Regions from separate parts of the Astyanax mexicanus genome. Here region 2 is linked to region 1. Evidence: chromatin contacts called from public Hi-C data. All regions are on one chromosome and are shown on one strand. The core of a region is the stretch at or near the end of the contact, and the rest is flanking DNA. Distances in the headings are between cores, read along the strand shown. Region 1 overlaps mical3a (microtubule associated monooxygenase, calponin and LIM domain containing 3a). Region 2 holds the start of utp4 (UTP4 small subunit processome component).

The links. Hi-C and Micro-C count contacts between places; a contact is called where the count stands out from the background.
Region 2: a Hi-C map of muscle shows a contact between it and region 1, with 18 times the contacts expected there. The contact joins the promoter of utp4 here to the enhancer-like site in region 1. A contact is called at or near these places in 2 of 3 Hi-C or Micro-C datasets (both in muscle).

What each region holds. Positions count from the first base shown.
Region 1 is chr9:19,160,452-19,164,615 of AstMex3_surface, forward strand. It overlaps mical3a (microtubule associated monooxygenase, calponin and LIM domain containing 3a), which reads right to left. Exons shown (of 40, transcript XM_049483637.1): 19 at 139-246. Among protein-coding and RNA genes, the nearest start is that of LOC111194767, 8.9 kb to the right of the region's middle. Within about 2 kb of position 2,825, the one cell type or tissue checked has an H3K27ac peak away from gene starts, as active enhancers do.
Region 2 is chr9:19,244,319-19,248,499 of AstMex3_surface, forward strand. It overlaps utp4 (UTP4 small subunit processome component), which reads left to right and starts at 1,519. Exons shown (of 17, transcript XR_007440712.1): 1 at 1,519-1,608; 2 at 2,700-2,878; 3 at 3,724-3,912; 4 at 4,011-4,181.

The sequences.
Region 1 (4,164 bases), core at 1,575-4,074:
ACCTACTATCTATAAAGAAAGGGACTACATTAAAGGACATTAAAAGGACGTTAGCCAAACACTTTCCAAAGCATTCTAATCTGGGTGCAATCACACACTGGAACTACATGCCATCACTATCAATCCATCAACTCTTACCAAATCCCTCTTCTCAAGAGAGAGTCTGGGGTTGTCCTGAGTTTGAAGCTGACTGGCTATTTGCTCAGCCAATGAGCTTACTCCCCCTGTATACATTCTTACATATCGCTATGCATGGCAGAGAAAATGGAAAATAAAGAAATAGAAAGGGAAAACAAACAGTAAGAGCAGAAATGAAACACTCAAATAAAACAAAAAACAGGGTGTGAAAGGCCTGCAAATGTGCTGTGTGAAGTGAATGGTGAAATGAAAGAAGGGTTTTCACTCAAAGCAAGGCATTCCCATTCCAATTTATATATAACAACATGTAAGAGCAACAGTCTGTAAAATACTCAAAAACAAACACCAACACAAAGGCCATAACAACCTGCACACATTAAAACCCTGCATGAAGGTCCCACACACATAAATAGCACTCAATGGTATTTTGTTTAAAGTAGTTAGGTTAGCATTGATTACAGTAAAATCTGTAAAATTCAAACTCCACAAAAATGTATTGAGACATTGTTATACACCGTTGTAGAGCACTTCAGCTATAACGAGATTCACAATGTACTACATTTATAAAGTGTGTTTTTTTTTTGGTTGTCTCAACTTAGTTTAGCAATGAGCCTTAAATAAATTAGTAAATGAGCTACAGCTGATATTTACTAATTATTAGGTGAAATATTGTAAATTGTGTTCGGTCTTTGTCTTCCCTTCAACTTATTTACTGTGGACCCCCAACTGCTGGTTAAAACCGATCCTGATCCTATAATGTCCCTAGACTGGAAGGCTTCTGACAAAGAAGCATGGAGGCCTTTATGGAATTTATGGTCTCTTCACACTTGAGGCCCCAATTAGATTGTAGGACATTCAGAGTAAAAAAAAAAAACGTTTTTAAAAACAGTAATTTCACTTTTCTATGCTTTCTAAGAGACAATTTATGAATATGGCACTAGAGTGGGGTACTGTCTAATTGTCTCATAAGTGGGAATTCAGTCAACACCACAACCTTTCATGGTCAGTAATCTGAGAATAGGAAGACCTCCCTCTACAGCTGGGAATAAACCGTACAGTAAACAAACTAAGGAGGTGGAATACAGTCTTAACATCTTACACAATATATAATCAATATAAACTGCAGCTCAGTTGCTATTGTTTTTTTGTATTATGGATTACGGATTATTCTGTATTGCTGACCAAACTGAGCTGCAAAAACAGAGTCAGAAATGCTAGTCAGTTACTTTATTATTTATCATTTTGTTTCTTTTCTATGCACACACAACCATGCAAGGATTGAAAGGATAAGACCACAAGACCTCAAAATGCAGTCAGTAGACAAAGCTAGTCACAGTGCATTGTATGATTGGTTCTAATACTGTGTGATTAATCCACAGGAGCACACAGGTGCAAAACTGGGCTGAGGCACTGCACCAGTAAAGAGATACCTGTCGGAGTGAGGCAGGAGAGGGGAGGGGGCTGTCTGTGGGAATTTCTCGCACTCTGTGCCACTGCTCAATAAAGAACCGTGAGGGCTTTTTCTTAGGCTTCAGGGGGAAGAATGAAAGAACGTGAAAGAGAAAACAGAATTTACTTCTGGCTTTACTACACTGGAAAGAAGGAACATGACAACATAAAGAGGAAGGAGAAGAAAGGGAGTGGTTATAGGATAAAAAAACTAAAAGATGTATTACATGTACTTCATTCTTAATATAAGGGGGCCCACCATAGGGTCGGGAATCATTTACTTTTTATGTTAAATTTGGTGCTTTTTATTATACACATATTGACATAACGTTAGAATCAAATAATACGTATAATATGTGTGAATATAATGATAAAATATGTATGTGATTACAATACTATGGCAAACGGATAAAATGGGCACGGAAGCATATTAGATCTTGTATGGCATTCTCTGGCCACAGATGTTGCAGCTGGGCCTGAAGATCCTGCACACTAATAGGTACGGCTGCAACTAATTTTTATTTTGGTAGTCGACTAACCTGATGATTTTTTTTTTGATTAGTTGATTAGTCAACTATTATATCTGCTATGTCCTCCATTTTTTTTAGAATGATTAAAAAAGACAGCTAACCATGAGATTTAAAAGGCATTTAAATGTCTAGGTGTTGTTTAAATGTGGAAAGTACTGATATTTAGTGAGTACTGTTGCAAATTAATGATTAGTTGATTGTCAATAATTGTCTATTATATTTACTATTTGTTGCAGCCCTACTAATAGGTTGCTGAAGATGGCATTTTAGCTGGTCCCATAAATGTTTGACTAAAATGTGACTAGTTAAGCCAAGGGAGTGAAGAGTTATTTTTTTTGTCAGTGAGTGTACAATAACAATATACAGAGTGTAGATGTAGATAAATGGTCCCAAACGAGTGAAAAATTTATAAACAGTATTGAGGTATGTGCAAATATGCCAAAATGAAGAGGTCACCTTGGGCCTGCTGGGCTTGTCTTTAAACAGAGAGGTTAACCTCTCTGCTCGCTCCCGGATGCTGGGGATATGCAAAGGCACTTGATCATCAGAGTCTAATCTCTGGATCTCCTGTAGAAAACATACCTACTCTGATCACCACACAAAATTCAAAGCTACTTTTAAACTGAGCAAATGGGACATGGGAGGAGGGAGGTCATGCATGGGCAGGGCTACCTGCAGCTGAGGGTCAGGGAAGTAGGTGGGCTGCTGAGGAGCCAGCCCGTGGGTCAGCAGCCACTGCTCGAGAAAGAAGTGGGAGGGTTTTTTCATAGGCTCCAGAGGAAGAGAAGGAGGGGGACAGAGAGGGAAAGACAGAGAGACTCTTAGTACCAACCACAGAGGAGAAAAACTAATACTGATAAACCAAGATCACTCCAAACCAAACCAGAATGTGCAAGTCCAAGTCCAGGATGAACATAAATAGCACTGTTTTAAGTCTAAAGATGTGCATGTTAGTGTCAATCATCATGCTGAGTTTTCTAAAGCTCTACCTGTGGCTTATCAGCTTTGCAAGGCTGCCTTGTAAACTTGGTGGCTAGTGTTTCTGCTTTTTCCTGAATGGTAGGGGCCTGAAAGGGCTCAGATGTCTCCTCAGGCCAGAGGCCTGCCTCCTGTGGACAAACAGTACCCAGAAAAGATTCAACTCAAATACAAATACTATGCAGTCTGCATACACAAGATGATTTAAGTAGGGATGCACTAACTAGGAGTGGGACAATATATATATATATATATATCATATCGCGTCATGCATATTGCATCATATCTTTTTTTTGAGCCGGAATGAATATATTTTATTAGGCTCAGCAGGGATGGTCGTTCCAGCACACTGGTACCTTTAAACACAATATTTTGTCCTTTCTCCACTCAGAAATGCCTTTTGCATTTATATACATATACATATATACAGATTTAGACTTGGATTTCATTTTAGTAAATGAGAGAAAAAATCAATATTCAATCCAGCTTCTTCAGATTGGTGCATCCTTAGTTTTAAGCAATGATGCACAGAAACGCCATGCTTCCTGAGTCTTGATAAACCAATCAGGAATTGATGTTCATGAATTGTGATAATTCCATAATCTCTTTAGGTCTATACAAATTCATTAAAAGCAAAAGCAAAAAAAAAAAGGTAAATTGTGCTTTTTCAAGTCTGTTCCAGATATGCCTACGAAAATTTACATCAAATGTCCCAAACCACTTATTATCGGTGTGAATGTATTCATGCAGTACATAAAACACAACTCCCTCATGCTGCAACCATGTTTACCCTGTAATAGAGCGCAAAACGGTCCTGGGAGGTGCCAAGATCATCCTGCTTCTCACCATAAGCATTTACCTCCACTTTGTGATCACTGCTCTGTAGAACAGAGTTACAGAGTTACTGCAACCAGTTGCCAGTCTTCAAGCTTTTAAAAAGCACTTCACACGTTAACAAATACAAGAAAAGAAACTGCGGTGGAATGCACCATCATTGCACACACTGCATTTTCCTTAAGCCTCAGCAGATGGAGCTGTAGTACCACGTATAGAAGGTTTTAAACATTGA
Region 2 (4,181 bases), core at 269-2,768, 83 kb after region 1:
AGACCAATATGACCTTTTTCAGTACCACACACATTATTTTAAAAGCTTTACACCCGCTGGTAGCGTACCAACTAACCAGCTTACAGTAACAGTAATGTTAGAGTCTCTTTTATTTATTTATTTTTTTTAATTAACAAAATTTAAGGCAAAACCACAGCAAATAAAGCGACTGACAGTACATATCCAAACAAAACTAACAGAACAAAGAAACGTGGGATTCAAATAAAATAAAAAAAAGCTTCAAAATATCAATGGATTTAAGACATTTCTAATTCATTATTTGTTGAAAATTTGCCATGGTGTGTATATGATTAGCTATACAAGTCAGAATAAACAAATGTTTGGAATGAGGGCATTTTTTATAGCAAATTATTATTTTTTTAAAGCAAACTAAAAAGTGAATCCAAAAAGACCAAGAAAATACACAATAAAAAAGGGTTCAAGGGATTCTGTGGCTCCTTTACAGAAAACACACGTATCACAAAATAGCAGTAACCGGGTAAGTAACCAGCGTCTCAGTTGTTTGTTTTCAGCAAAATACTCCAGTATGCTCACCAAAATGAAAGCAGCTTCCTCTCCACAGGTTGTTGACTCACCAGAGTTTTAACCCATTTGAGTTTTTAGGCGTTTAGCGCCGTTCAATTAATTTTGGACTGACTCGCGGGCTCCCTCTAGCGGCTGATACTCATTTTCTGATATACAGAGTTGCCAGGTTCGCGTTTTTTCCGCCAAATTGTGTTTGTTTGAAAATCCATTCGCAAGTGAAAATTCCGGGGTGGCGTGGTGCGTTTTTTGGTCTACTTTTAAAACCTACCGCGGCCGCGGTAACATCAGAAGCAGAACAACCTCAGTACAACACATTTTCAACTCACAAAAGTAATTCATAAGTCATATGTTAATAATTTTCTTTTTCTAAATCTAGCCTATAGGCTACTTCGTTTTAATTGATTTTAATGTATGTATTTTTGCAGCTGAATAAATGATATAATATATATATATTTTTAAAATATATTTTAACTTACATTTAATGTATATATATAATTAATGTTAATTTACATGGAATTTATATCAGTTTATATCAGTTTGTTTTTACTTGCCTTTCCCGTCTTTTCATTCTACAATACATTTTACACGACTCATCTATCTTTCTCTCTATGTTTTTTTTCTTTTCCCTTGTTTTATATTTGCAGCTTTTTATATTATATATTAAAAAAAAACTTTTGCCGTTTGATTTTTAATTTTATTTTGAAGTGTTTTTTTTTTTTTTACGTTAACGCGCTTCGGGTCTCAAAATCCGGGGTAGAAAAGTACAAACTCAAAGTCCCTTTGCATTCACAAAAGTAACATTTTATTGCTGAAAATAAAAATAACGTCATTAAACCTAACATGAATTAGTACTATAATAATATATATTTTTTAATCTGAACGTAATTGTGAGGCAGTTCAATGTTGAGCTTTTTTTTGTTGCAACAAATCGCCGGGACTTTTAATTCCAAAGTCAGTTTCACTTCCGGCTCTAAGGTTCTCAACGTGGTTCCCGCAGCAGTCCAACGTGTGGAGCAGCTGAGAATGAAGAGAGCGAGTTTATAAAGGAGATTATTGAATAAGGTAGGATCATTACAGCGGTATTCTCCTGCACGGTGTTCTCCTGCATGTCCTTCAGCTATTTTTTAGATAGTTATGTCTGTGTGTTTAGTTTCAGATCAGCACCAGTTTCCTCAGCAGTGTTTTTACCTGAGCTGTAGTTCAATATAACTCTACAGCTCATTAAACACACATTCATACAAGTTATTGTTAGGCATTACAGAACTGACTCTTTAGTTACTGTACTCGGAAGTTATCATTACTGATTTTTAGTGTTTGATACAACCTTAAATTATCAAAGTACAAAAAAATATTTAGAGACTTAAGCTGTTCACTGGATTTATTAAATGATGATTTAGTTTAATAATCAGTTAATAAAGGCTTTCGCCAGGTTAACGTCCTTTCAGAACAGAGGAAAAGAATGAAATAACTTGCCTGATCGGTTTATGTCTTTTAAAAATTGCTTTTCTACATTGTACTATAAACTATTGATTAAAGTAAGGGAACAGTTCATTGAGTTGATTAAATTAGCTACTTAGTTATTGAGAAAAATATTTTTTTATCCAGCTTAGGAAACACTTTTAATATAGAGAATAGTAATAAACTGATTGTTAAATTTATAGAACAATTTAATAAATTACAAAAATAAGGAACACTATCAAATTTAGGAAAGAATGTATACATTTATTCAAAATGGTCACAAATAACAGCAATAAACATTTCTATATGTAAGAAACATTATGGAATTCCTAAGTATTCTCTCAGCTCATTAGTAATTGACACTGGTTAGACATTAGTAAATGCTACTAATTGTTTAATCTTAAAAATGTTTAAAACAGTAATAAATAGATACATTAAAATGTAGATTAAAATGTTGTAATGAATGTTAATGTCTTAAATCGTATCAGTAAATAAGTATTTGAGACATTTTGTGATGAGTACTGTTAGTTCATGTACCCTTATTGTGAAGTTTTAAATAGGGGGGAGCAATTTACTAAATTTAGGGAAGGATTTATAAAGCCTAAGAAATTGTTTGTCTCTAAATATTATATATGTATCCTAATACTTCAGTGATCCTGTATGATTTAACAAAGCATGTCATTGTTCTTTTCCAGTTGCTTGGTTCTTCTCTACAATGGGGGAGTTTAAGGTGCACCGGGTCCGGTTCTTTGACTACATGCCGTCGGCTATCCGAGCTCTTGCCTTCCAACCGCAGCGGGAGAAAATTGCTGTAGCCCGGACAAGTGGCTCAGTGGAGATCTTTAACTGTGCTGACCGCTTCTTTCAGGAAAAGGTCTGTGATGTTAATTTATGTACTAAAGCTTTCTCCTACTCAAACAACCTGTACTTTTGATAGTGTAGTTATCCTAAACTCTGTGGGTTAGTTTCTGGTATAGTGAATAAGCCCCTTCATAGACTATATTTTATTTTCAATGGAAATCTCTGTTCATTGTGATGCGTAGTCCAAGACTAGGCATAATCCTTGTCTAGAACACTTCCCGTGTAACATTAGACATTAGCTTTACATTCTGATTTTGCCAAAAAAAATGGCAGCCAAGGCTGTAATTGTGTCTGAAGTTTATTCTTTTAGTGTTCTATTGGTGCAAGAGGCTAATGTAGTGATCATCATCACCTTCTTCTTGTCTGCTAAGTCTAGACATCTCTGTCCTCTCCTTTGTAATCCCTAGGCCAGTTTGGAGATAAAATCCCTTCAATGTGTTCTGGGTCTTGCTCAGGTTCTCTTCCCAGTTGGTTGTGCTTTTCTCTTATCCTATTCTTAAATATCTACTGTAGATTTCTTTCCTTGTAGAAACGCTGACTGATCAGCAACGTTTGGGATATGTGTAAAGTTATGGTGATCTATTTATTTAGCAGACTGTTCCTATAAATGTTGTATGGGTAAAGGCATGTTTGGTAAAACTTAAGTAATCTTTTGTGAGAGTTATTGGGTTACATGTTGAAAAGAAAAGAAAACCTCTGTAAGCTTCCTCTATCTGAATTAAGTATTTCTGTATTTTAAAGTGTGATAAGCCTATTATTTACTAATAGTAGAATTGGTGCACGCTTTACATTTGGGTAAAAAGTTTTGCTATTGTTTTAAGAACACTGTGTGAAATTAAATTTTGCCTCCATTAACAGATAATTCCAGGACGAGAGCAAGCTGCTACTGAGGCCCTTGCCTGGGTCGGGGATCGCCTCTTCAGTGCTGGCTTGAATGGAGTGATTAGTGAATATGATTTGGAAAACCAAAAAGTGAAATACACAATCGATGCATTTGGAGGCCCAATGTGGACCATAGCTAGCAACCAGCAGGGCACACATTTAGCTGTAAGTGTTGTTTGGTGTTTAACTTAACAATTTGAATTGCCTGGCTTTTTAAAAGCAGCGAATGAGAGAGAGTTTTATTTGTGTTTGTGTTTTTGCAGGTTGGGTGTGAAGATGGGACTGTGAAGCTGTTTGAGGTGTGTGAAGGCAAAATCCAGTTCGAAAAGAATCTGGCGAAGCAGAAAGGACGTATTCTCTCTCTCTCCTGGCATCCCTCTGGTTCTAGGATAGTAGCAGGAATGATGGATATGATTCGGGTTTTCAACACAGAA